2 separate regions of the Mus musculus genome follow, and region 2 is linked to region 1. A link is a contact called in public ChIA-PET data. All regions are on one chromosome and are shown on one strand. Each heading gives the region's core, a stretch centred on a gene start, on an enhancer-like site or on the middle of the called end of the contact. The rest is flanking DNA. Distances are from core to core; before and after follow the strand shown. Region 1 has its middle 16 kb from the start of Gm32575. Region 2 holds the start of Ccdc186 (coiled-coil domain containing 186).

What was found. ChIA-PET counts read pairs in DNA pulled down with a chosen protein or histone mark.
Region 2: an RNA polymerase II ChIA-PET map of effector CD8 T cells shows a contact between it and region 1, with 10 read pairs. The contact joins the promoter of Ccdc186 here to the enhancer-like site in region 1. A contact is called at or near these places in 3 of 115 datasets of contacts at active chromatin or transcription factors (effector CD8 T cells, memory CD8 T cells and pancreatic cancer cells) and 2 of 9 other capture datasets (adipose tissue and liver).

Annotation. Positions count from the first base shown.
Region 1 is chr19:56,683,564-56,689,550 of GRCm38.p6, forward strand. No RefSeq gene overlaps it. Among named protein-coding and RNA genes, the nearest start is that of Gm32575, 16 kb to the right of the region's middle. Within about 2 kb of position 2,163, at least 18 of the 459 cell types and tissues checked have an H3K27ac peak or open chromatin away from gene starts, as enhancers often do. A contact at or near this core is called in effector CD8 T cells, where this site is marked.
Region 2 is chr19:56,817,506-56,823,765 of GRCm38.p6, forward strand. It overlaps Ccdc186 (coiled-coil domain containing 186), which reads right to left and starts at 4,694. Exons shown (of 16, transcript NM_170757.2): 1 at 4,483-4,694.

The DNA.
Region 1 (5,987 bases), core at 913-3,412:
TTAGAAATGTCCCCCACAAGCTCATGAGTTTGAACACTTGGTGACATTGTTCAAGACAATAACCTTTGGACAACAGCCTCTGCAGCTGCTGACATCATCCTTCTTTTGCTCCCAAGCCATCAGTTGACAGATGTCCTAGGGTCCTACTATAAGGACTTGCTATAGGAACTTTCTATAAGGCCTTGCTATAAATACTTACTACAAGGATTAGCTATAGGACTTTGCTATAAGGACTTGCCATGGGGCCTTGCTATAAGGACTTTGCTATAAGGACTTGCTATAGGACTTGCTATAAGGACTTGATATAGGGATGATGTTCTATTATACTTCTTATTTAGGCAATGGTTCCTCCTCATGTGATGTATAGCCAGGGACCACCTTTCAACTCTTGTAGTCGCTCTGGGTAGAAATCTAACCATACTGTAACACAAAGCTCTATCCTTTACCCATAAAATATGCTAATGACTACAAAACTGTTTTTATTTATACTACTCAAATTACTTTTGGCAATATGCAAATTTGATAAAAATGGAACCCAATGATGTGTAGATTTTACTTATATCACCTTCTCCCAGTTCACTAAGAAAATCCCCCTGTTTTCCTTAGCTCAACTAATACAAGGACAGAAAGATACTCCCTTAGTGGTCAGGTGCATGCACCCCTCCAGGGGATACAGGGTTAGCATTTGGTGTTAACTCTCTAGCAAGAAATTGAACCTCAGGGTTCTTTCTCCTTTGGGAGGAGACATCTAGAGTATGCTTTTAACACAAATGCCCCGTTTCACATCTTAACTATTTCAAAGCAAGCTTGTAAGCCAAAGTTCTCCAGGCAATTCTGCAGTGGGCAATTCTGCAGTGGGCAATTCTGCAGTGGGATAAACCCCTCCTGGTTTCAGTAAAGACGCACGTCCCGATGTCGGTCATTGTCTTTGGTCCACCAGGCTCCGGCTTGCTCAGCTCACCTTTGCTTCCTCTAGTCTTTGCTGGGAGAGCCCCAGTGGCTGGAGAACACTTGTCCCGAGCTTCCCCATGCAACATCTTGGCATCAATTGCAATTTCTTCCTAAACAAATTTGATTGCCTGTGCAAACATTAAACCAATAGGTATCGATTGATCCTCTGCCACAGTCCAGGGGCTGACTCTGGCCAAGGTCATCCTCCACAGAAGCTCATAAATGTTGCACCGTTGACCTGAAGCAATAAATCCAAGCTCTTATCTGGCTTCTGGAACATTTTCCTGCAGATCTCTCGGGGGCATCAACGCTTCCTGTGGTGACTCCTATAGTTCTTGCCCCTGACGTCTTTAGTTTCAACTCTTCCTTCCCATTTTTGTTCCTGCCCTTATAAAATCAGAAGATTTCCTGGCAGCGCCTGGTTTTATTAGCTCCCAGACCCCTTTTTCACAGAAGAATTTACTGTGGCAGATTCCAAGGGACATCTCTGGAAATACCATCCTTTTGAAAGTCCCTGACCTTGACATCTGTTCACTGGAAATTTGCACCCGTGTCTAGAATGCCTGTGTAATTTATGAAGCTTACACATTCTTAGCTAAATGGGCTTGGATCCCAGTAGCCGTGGGTCTGAGCCCTGGTTCTGTGACTGATTGGCAATACCAAGAGTGCCTAAGCTTCTTCACCTGGACAAAAATGAATAAAATCTACAGAGCACTCTTTCTAAACACAGCCACAGTGAAAAATGTGTGTGAGCACATGTGTGCACGTGTGTGTGTCTGTGCACACCTGTGCGCGTGCATGCATGCATGTGAATGTGTCTCTGTACACGTGAGTGTGTGCCTGTGTGTGAAAGTATGTGTGAGTGTGTCTCTGTGCCTGTGGTGTGACTGTGTATAAAAGTGTGTTTGTGGGTATGTGGCTGTGTGTAAAAGTGTGTGTGTGTTTGTGTGTGTGTGTTTCTGTGCAAGTGTGTGACTATGTGTAAAAGTGTGCATGTTTGTTTGTGTGTGTGTGAGTGTGTGTCTCATCCCATAGCCCTTCCTTACATTGTCATATTGGCTTTCCTTTGTCTTGGCAGCAAGAAGAATGCCGAGCAACATCAGAACTCTAAAAAGCAACCCAGCTGCTGCCCGGCTCTCAGAACACACGGCACACGGCCAGCATCCTCCAACCCACTTTCTCTTCCTGGGTACCACTGATGTGGTTTCTCAGGCTGCCTTGCACTTGGGTGTGGCTTATAGCTTTGGAAGTGAGTAGAATGCACGTGGATGGTGTGTGCACGGCCCAAGGGGCCCACTCTCTGCTCCCCAAGCATGTTCTCCTCGTCTTTCTCTTCCTTCTCCCTTTCTCTATATTTATTTATCTTTTTTAAAAATTTATTGTGTGTATGGGCACATATGCACTTGTATGACACACATGCAGGTCAGAAGGCAGCTTGTGGGGGTTATTCCCTCCACCCTGCAGGGTCTGTGTCACCTTCAGATCACTGGGTTTGGTGGCAAGGACATTTACCCACCGAGTATCTCGATGGCTCTTTTATACCACAGTTCCTCCTCCTCTCTTGGCTAGGTGCAGATGATCATGCCACCTCAGAAACCATGTGTTAAGGACCCTACAAAATGGAAGAAGCCTCAGCCCCAAACCACTGATTGGAGAAGAATTAATAGTCACCGGGGAACATTGTTTGGGGCTTTAGATCAATGAGAAATTAATCTGTACTGCATTGAGTCATTGTACATTTAAGAGGCCAAAAGCTAGCGTTCCTTTAAGGCTCCATACCATGCAAATCTCAACTGTTTTGGGTAAACACAGCGTGTTTTGCAGACAGGCACACACCATGGGATCCAGGCCACCTGTAAGCAGCTGGTCCTGGCTGAAGCTCAGTGCAGACCCAGCAGGGTTTACAGACATGCCTGGAGGAACGGCTCTTCGCAGATTTTCCTGGCTCAGGAAACTAACTGAAGCCACCGCCGAAGCAGCCCTTCTCTCGCCGCATTAAATAACGTCTATTAATAAAAACAGCGCCTTTAAATGTTTTCACCGTGGCGAATCCAAATGAGGAAATCATGTTCTCCCTTAAGCTGTGTCTGAATAGCATTCTGAGGACACAGTTACCCTAATATTCTCTAGTCTAAAAGAAACCCCACCCTGGGCCTAAGGGTGGGTGATAACCTTCCTGGTTTGCCCAAGGGTCCACGGACTGCTAGGAGGACTTCCAGGCTGACCAGCATACCAGAGACTATGATGTTAGAAGCAGGTCGGCAAACATGAGTGGGAGCTCAAAGCAGGGCAAAGGAGACTGGCTTTGTTCTTCATCCCGACAGGAAAGACACACATAAATGAAATGCTATGTGCCTCTCTCTCTCTCTCTCCCTCTCTCTCTCTCTCTCTCTCTCTCTCTCTCTCTGTGTGTGTGTGTGTGTGTTCATGTGTGATGTGTGCATACGTGTAAGAAGTGTACTAAACCATGAGTGCATGTCTAGAAGCCACACCTGTCTTCCTCAATCGCTCTCCACCTTATTTTTTGAAACAGGGTTTCTCATTGAACTGTTTTGGCTAAACTGGTTGGACTCCCAACACCTGGCTCCAGCCAACGCTGAGGCTACAGACAGACTGCTGATGCAGCTCTTATGTGGTCGTTGGGGGTTCAGAACGCAGGCCTTCCTGTCTGTGCAACAGGGACTGCACCCACAGAGCCATCTCCTCATTTCCTGGTGTGTTCTTTGAAGGTACCACCAACCAGGAGAATGAATCCCAGTCTCAAAGTTCAACTCAGGACCTCCCAAAGGCCAGTGCAGCCATGAAAGCAGTTGGTACTGGGCCCCCTGCATCCTCTCTTGTGCAGCAGGGCAGCGGGTATCAGCCAGTGCTAGGAGGGCAGAGCAGAAGCCTACGGAAGAGGCTGGTGGGGGAAGGTGTGTGCAGATGGCACAGAGGGGCTGTCAAAGGAGCACCAGGATGGGGGAGGGGGGAGGGGCCATCTGCTCTTCTATGGGGGTGGGGGGCTCTCCTCACTCTTGCCGTCCGTAGGGGCTTACTGAGATTTTGAAATGAGGAAGGAGATGGGCTGAAATCTTACAGTGCCCTTTCAAGGCATGTTCCCTGCCTCCTGAAGGCTCCGCCTCACAGAAGCACCAAGTCCTTAGCACACAGGCCCTTATAGGCCATGTAAGATCCAAAGACAGCAGCCCCTCTCCAGGGACTCCTTTTACCTAGTTCCAATGACACCTGCCTTCTTGTCCTTCTGCTCTGAGCTCGCCTCTTCCAAATCTCCTATAAGACCCTCTTCCTCATTCCAGGGCTTGGTGTTGGCCTCTCTTCCCTCTCTCCTTCCCTCTCGTTCCCACAGCTTTGGGCAGGCCTCTTGGAAATGCCACCCCACCCCAGCTCAAGCCACGCCCTCCAGCCATGCGCAGATGCTCCACTCTCTTCACTCCAAAAGCATCCCATTTCGCGCAGCCCAAAATGAACGTGTGACCCTCCCCGCTGTACACTTGATATTCTCTGATTTTCTCCAGGCTTAGGCGCTGCCATCCACCTCAGGCCTAACCAGAAATCGAGGGAGCAATGACTGACTCTCTCCTGACACAAGGCACTTTATAAACTACAGATAGAGGTTTCCTACGTGCGCGGAGGACCCTCTTCCTGGTTACCGACTCCAGCCTCTCAGGGTTCCTGTACAGAAGGGCAAAGAGCACATTCGTGAGAACTTTACCCTCGTGATCTTGTCATCCCTGCCTGCACCCTCCATAAAAGAGTGTTCTACCCACTAAGGGAACGTCAGCGTCTCTCCGTCCTCTTGATCTTTTCTTTTACACTGCTACCTATTTAGATGAAAGCTTCTAACGTGGATTAAACGTTGCTTTGATTAGAAATTTCTAAATCAGGTTTTCAATCACTGTGGCAGTGGCAGAGGAGTCTTGACCTTATGTTTGATTCTTGCCAACCACGGCTGTACCTGGGTTCTCTGGTATGGTCCAAGCTTGACCTTGAAGAAAGGACAGCGGAAGCCTGCTGTTGGTTTAATGTCCTGTCAGAGCTGTGACTGACAATAGCCGTAAGTGTGTCTAAACAGCCTTAATATTCAGCAATGTCAGGTGGGACTCAAGGGTGCTTTGTGTTCTCAGGACTGATCCTGATAATAATCCAGCAGGCCTTTTTGGGGGTCATTTTTATTCTGAGGTCTCGTTCCAGATAGAAATGGTCTCATTAGCCAAGAAAGTGACTGTTTCCAAATACCTCAGCCTTTCCACCTAGAAATGGTGGATTTTTGAAAGAATGCCAAAGAACCAACTGTTAGCCTTGTTAAGACAGTAAACACAATGGCATCTCCCGAAACCACTGCAAGCGTATACTTTACCTCATGCTTGTGGATTTTAGTAGTGTTAGTTTGTTGTTACACAATCCCACATTGATCCAGGCTGTGCAAAAGACATCAGTCGGGTTTAGTGTTCTAAATAGTCCAAAAGAACATATGCTTGGGCCCAGGGATAGGTATCCAGCTACGGCACACAAGCGTGGCGAGCCCCTCAGAATCTTAATCACTGTGCTTATCAAGAAAATGGCCACATTGCTTGTTAAGGGCTCGATGACTTCATCTTCCGTTTGCAGCAACGCCTGTGTTGTTAACTCCAGGAAGTGTGTCACTGGCTTTTGTTTTTCTTGAGGCTTCAGTATTCCATACAATAGCAGAGATGGGAACATATTTTATTGGGAAAAAGAGTAAACCTTTTCTGCAGAGCTTAAACCAAGATAGGAGCAAAATAACTTCCCAAAATAACTGTCCTGTGATGGTGAACAGGCGCGGCATTTCCAGGTCAGGGGTCACTTGTGTTTTTGAGTGAACTATAAATCGGGAACTCTAACACATGAGATGGCAGGTGCCTCCACTGGTCAAATATGGAAGGAGGGTCTGCCCAGTGCTGACTACACAGCAGCACTCAAGACAGGCCCTGGTGGTGCAGTAAAAACAGGCATCAGGCAGAGAGACCCTCAGGTTGTAGTAGAAAACAAACAAACAAAAAAAAGCAGGCCGT
Region 2 (6,260 bases), core at 3,444-5,943, 140 kb after region 1:
TTCTAGTGTACAGACAGGGCAGAACAACAAACCTGTCTTACAGTCTACAGGAGCTTCATCTAGGTAACAAATCCAAACAAAACAAGCTATTTACCCAAGCTTAGAATTTGTTTTGTGTGTCTGATCAATTAAAGACTAAATCTAAAAGACAAGAAACTTACACAGTGTCTCTCAGTAAGTCATGACCTGTAAAAGGGTCATTATACAAACTGGCATCTGAGAACCATTACAACTGCACATTTGTTTGTTGATGTCCCAGTGAATACTGACAGGAGACCAGAGGAAAACATGTTACAGAGGACCTGTGCTTGCATATGTAGCAAGGCAACACCAAGGAGTATGTAAGAACTGTGCAAACAGAAACCAATCGACCTCATGAGAAGCTCATCTGTCCACCACTAACTAGGCGACAGGAACGTCAGCCGAGTTCCCTACAGGCATCCCCAGTTAGCGACGCTCATGTACAGCAATTTGGATACTGTCCAAGAATTTGGGTTTTTTTTAGAAGGAATGCTGTCGTGAAAATTATGGAAGATTAAACAGCCTACTACCAGTAAGCTACAAAAGGAGGAAACAGGAAACGTAGGGAAGAGCTGCAAGCCTGCCTCAAGTGCTGGTACAGACCAACCTCAGTCAGAGACACACACAGATACACACAGTAAGTGTGCTCACTGATTACGACATGCACTGCTATTCTGACTTTGTAATAACTGTTGCTTCTGAGGAAAAACACCTGTAATCACAAAATTCCTCCCAATCCCTCGCTGTCCCCATAGTCCTTCTGTCGCTGACACAGCAGTACAGGCCTGTGGCAGTGGGAACTGGGCGATCTGACTGCAGTGCAGCAGCTGCAGCCATCCAGCAAAAAGGCGCCATGCCAAGCACTATCCCAGAGCCTCTTGCATTCTTTAATGAACACACTCGGATTTCTAGAAAGTTATTCCACACAAAACTACATAACTGAAAACACTAACAGCTTTCAGTACTATTTCTGGTTTCCCATAATTAGTCTATAAGAACAAAACCGTAGGCTGGCTCACAAAACTATAAATAGAAACTGAATTCAATCTACAGATAATTGGTAACAAGTCATCAAATGAGCATCATGCAGAGGAACCAACTCAAAAATAAAGTCCCAAGTGTTCACCTGCCAAACATGCACAGGGCAGCTTTTCCATATGGACGCTGTTGTAGGCATTGGAACATGGTGCAAAATAAAACAGGCACCCTCAGGTGCAGGCCTCAGGTACAGTCTGACTAATACTGAGCCTGTTAAATCTTTGTTTTGCTGCTGTGAAATGCTGAGACCACAGATCAGAATCCTTCCCACTGTAGCAGTATAAAGCAAACCAACATTTCAGGATAAAGGCTTGGCTTTAAATCCAGTTGAATAATCTTAGTTCAAATATTTTTTATAATTTTTAGATTTTGCACCACTCCGCCGCCCCCCAATAATTCTAGCTGTAGACCCACCCTTCTCTAGTATGCATTGACATATGCAACCGAGGCTTGGGAGATCACTTATTTAAGTCAATAAAATGGTTTCCTGTCCTTTGTAAGAAAATATAAATACTTTAAGACAGTCTTTGCATATTTCCCAAGGGGTTTGAAAGTAGCATAACTAAAGTCACTTCCTTTCCTTTCCTATCAGCTCTAGCAAAATTCTGGCCCGTCATCTCAAGTCAAAAGTAAAAAATCAAAAAGCATCCAATCAGTATCTCCTCATAATCCCTAAATAGTAAATGCTGACACACTTTGCTAGATTAAGCTTTTAAACTAAAATAACAAAGCAGAGAAACAGAAGAGAAGCTGTGTAAGAAATACTAGTCAGTCACATTTCCCGGATGCAAAGAGCCGGGACTGGGGTTTCACAGAAGGCAAGCTTGCCTAGACCCAGTCTTACTTTAAGAGGAGAAAGCTAAGACTGTTGTTTCAAAGATCTCTAGAACTGGTTCTCCAAGAAGGAAGACTTCAGAGTCAGCATCAAGCCCAACTACAGTTTGAATGTACTAAGTTGCCTCAGCTCTCTAACGGTCACACAGACGGCACACAGCCCACAGCTGCTCCTGTCTTCTTGAGTTTCCCCTACTGTATCTTCAGTGAGACACTGGATAGCTGATATCTTGCAGCAGTAACACTCTCACCTCTGAAACAGGCAACCATGGTTTGGGTACTTTAGACTCTAAAATGGCTTTTAAAGTATTGAGGCATAACATTAATACAGAACTCTACCTTGAAGCGACTTGTACAGAATGTATCAACTGCAATAAAGTCTGAGAAAAACGTAAGTACTTTTATTTAACCGTTCTTTCAAAAAAATCTGAAAATGGGGCTGGAGAGATGGCTCAGCGGTTAAGAGCACTGACTGCTCTTGCAGAGATCCTGAGTTCAGTTCCCAGCAACCACATGGTGGCTCACAACCATCTATAATGGGATCTGATGCCCTCTTCTGGTGTGTCTGAAGACAGTGACAGTCTACTGATATATATATAAAATAAATCTTTAAAAAAAATATGAAAACCAAATATCAGAAAAATGAATTCAATTAAATAGAATTTCTACATTTACTAAAAGAGTTGTACTTATGCCTGAATTTGGTTAATTTGGTAAGATTTAAGTTTTATTAAAAACAACACCTATTTAGTACTTACTACATAAGCCTACAATGAATGACCAGCTCAAGCTTTAAGAAATACACTCATGACAGTTACCATTATCCTAGAGTTTGCTTCCACTACGCTCAAGACAGTTGGCAGTATCCTAGAGTTTGCTTCTGCTCTTGGTGTCTACTGCCCCTTTACCTAATAGTTTACTTCTTGGATGCAAACTCTCCATTAAGCAAGTTCAAATAAGTTTGAAATGGTGTAAGATTACAGGAGCATTTGTAGGTCTAAATTATCTATCCTGTTGCTGCTTTTAAAATAAATACTAAATAAAACTATTGTAAATGAAGTGATGTTTATGAGAAAAATCAAAACCTGACCTTAGTCATTTAAAGACAAAAAAAATAAAAGAAAAATTTTAGTTTTATTATTAAAAACAAACAAACAAACAAAGCAGAATTTGAAGTTGAATATTCTTTCTTTACAGTGAGTTGAATGACTTTTGTAAACCAGGGTAGATGCTGTCAAACGGAAAGACAGTTTTCTCAGTGAGGCTGCCTGGGCTCCCAACCATCACAGCTTCCTCAGAGAGCTGGGCTGAGTGTTCTGTTCATCACAGTCACTTTCAGGACTGAACACACTAAGGAATCAGCAGCAGCCATGCTGCCGCACTGCACAGCATCAAAGAATAAGTCTTTGGTTCCTGTGTGAAGGAACTAAAGGTTTATGAGTGCCCCTTCTTCTACCACTCAGGATTTCAGTCTGGAAAAAAAAAAAAAAATCAGACTGGGAAATGTCACCCTTACTCCATGGAACCTGTTCTCAATCAAACACCTTAAGTTTCTATTGTTTTAAATTAGAAAAGGCCTTCAAAAAAACTAAACACAGTCCCTGTGTCTTCTGGTAGCCTTCCAAAGTCATACTTACCTATTACCCTGTACAAAGGAGAAGGAAGGCCTTGGTGCAACAGTACAAGATTATGGCCTGCCCAAAATCTGCACATGGGAACATGGGAAGACCAAAAAGGAACCATAAAAGAAGTAGGCCAATCATTACTGTTGTTTCATTTGTGTAACCATTAATTAACGAAGAGCTAAAAAGTAGCTGCACACGGTGGACTTGATACACAAGACGCATCCGTTTCAGTATCACTTGTCTCTGGGTCCTTAATCTCCTTCACAATTAAGTGCACAAAGGCCACATCCACGCTAATAAACCTAACACTTAACAGACCGATTTTCCTTGGGATGGCTGGCTACACGTGCACTTTGAAACACTGTCATAACTGATTTGTTTCATCTTTTCCTCAGACAAGCACCCTGTGTACCACTTCAGAAGAAAGGAAAAGGCTGGGACATCAAAGGACCGTGCGTGACACTGGGTCTGAGACATCTTTTCTGGTTCGCTGTCATATTTTTTTACTGTAGTCTTTTCTGACTCTAACCCAGGTGTTCTGCGTACAAACCCGAGTCTCCTCTCTAAATAACAATCAAGATGTGAATATTGTAACAAGTTACGAATTGTTGGCAGCTGAGCCATCATTCTCCCCGCGCGCTGTTTCCCTGGGATTGCTACTTTGAGGATAGGTAGAAGGGGAGAGAGAAATCTGAAATGGTTTCCCTACCAAGGTGAAAATATATGAAAATACATCGGGATCTTTGGAAAAGCCGAACGCTGCGGACCGCGTCCCCGGAGATACCGCGCTGGTGCGGCGGGGGAGCGGCCGCGCCTCCGGGCACAGCCCCCCGAGGGCCCCGCCAGCCCCGTCACGTCCACGCGCGGAGTTGCGTACAGCCCGGGGCTACCACCCCGTCACGTCCACGCGCGCAGACCAGCGCTCCCCGAGCGCGCCCGTCCCGGACGCCCCTCGGCCACTCACCGTCCGTCGTCCAGCCCCGGGCCGCACCCTAGCGAGGCCGATGGAGCTCCGGCTCCAGGGCCGACGAACCCATGGCGGCGTGTAGCCGACGCGGAGTGGGTGAGGAAGTCACGCGCGGAGACCACTGCAGATCCCGGGCTCTCAGCGGAGGTTTTCCCCCAAAACCCCTGCGGAGCTGACACATCAACAAAGATGGCGGCGACGCCTAAGCCGGCGCGGCTACAGCTGAGGGGGCGGGGCTCCCTGAACGAGCCAATCAGCGCGGCGCGGACCGCGTGACGTTAAGCACCTGGAGGCGGGCGTGGTTTTCGAGGCGCCGCCTCCAGTCCTCGCGGTTTCTAGAGGCCCCGCCCAGCATCTCCGTGCCACCTCCACTTAAGCCCAAGGAGGCTGTAGCAGGCTGTTGTTGTCCGGTTGGGCCACTCTTTCCCTTTCCCGTCCCAAGCCGGTGCTTTCTATCGGAAGGAAGTTGCCATCTTTTTTTCTTCACCCTTTGGCCGGTCATCTAATGAGTCAGTGGCATAAAGTAATAAAAGAGAACTAGAGATTGTGGCTTCCCGGTTCTGATGGTGCAAACTTTGCGCTGCCTGTGGGTGAGCCAAGTCCGCAGGAGCAGCTGACTTGGGCATGCGAGCTTCATCTCTGGGAGAGAGCTCTGCAGGGTTTCCATAATAATAATTGACCTGGGATCTCCAAGTGGCACCGAGTGCCATTGTTTACTAGTAAGCTTGTTAGTGTGCTCCACGCAGAGGACCTAAGCCTGCCTGGGCTGCGTAACCCATCCGGTTGCATGGTTGCACGCAGGTTGTATATTATAGTGACTAAGCCCAGTTGGAGGAGGTAGGGAAGGTGAGCAGTTTTAGTCTGGAGGTTTTGCAAACCACCTCTGTCCGGAGAAAAGATGTGTTAAAGTTCTGGGCCGTGTAGACAGTTGTAAGTGAAAATAGTTAAGACTCGTCTTCAGTGGCAAGTTTGTAAATCCAAGCATATTACTGTTAAATTACTTTCATAATTGCTGAGGAGGAAAATCTTCAATGTGGTATATTACTAACCCTCTGTCTTTTTTTAATCAGAAAATGACAACTCCCTCCTCAAATTATGGTAATGTATTACAGTACGTTTTACAATTAAGGTGCGGTGGTGACTTGAATAGACTCATGTATTTGAATGCTTGGCCCATAGGAAGTGGCACTATTAGGAGGTGTAGCCTTGTTGGACAGGGTATGTCATTGTGGAGGAAGGCTTTGAGCTCTCATATAAATGCTTGAGCTACACCCAGTGTGAGACATATTCGGTCTCCTCCTTGCTGCCTTCCAATCAAGAGGTAGAGCTCTCTGCTCTTTGTCTCTAACCCTAACCCTCAACCCCCTGCACACTGCTGTGCGTCCCAGCGTGATAATAATGGACTAAACCTCTGAACCTGTAAAACCAGCCTTGATTAAATGTTGTCTTTTATAAGAGTTGCCTTGGTGTGAAGAGTGTCAATTCACAGAAATGAGACCCTAACTATGGGTTGAGCCGGGAGTAGTGGCTTACAATGGTTATCCAGGCATTTGGGAGGTGCAAGTAGGAACCACTTAGGGTTTAGCCTGCAGGAGACCCTTTTCCTAAATGCATACGTATATACATACATGCATGCATTCATACAGACATACATAGGTTTTCTTACTTTGAAAAGAATGGCTGGACTTTAAACATTCCTAGTAAGGTATGTTATCCCAAAAGGAGGGAAGACACACTGAGTTGTTTATCTGTTCATATTGTTAGAAGTAACATTA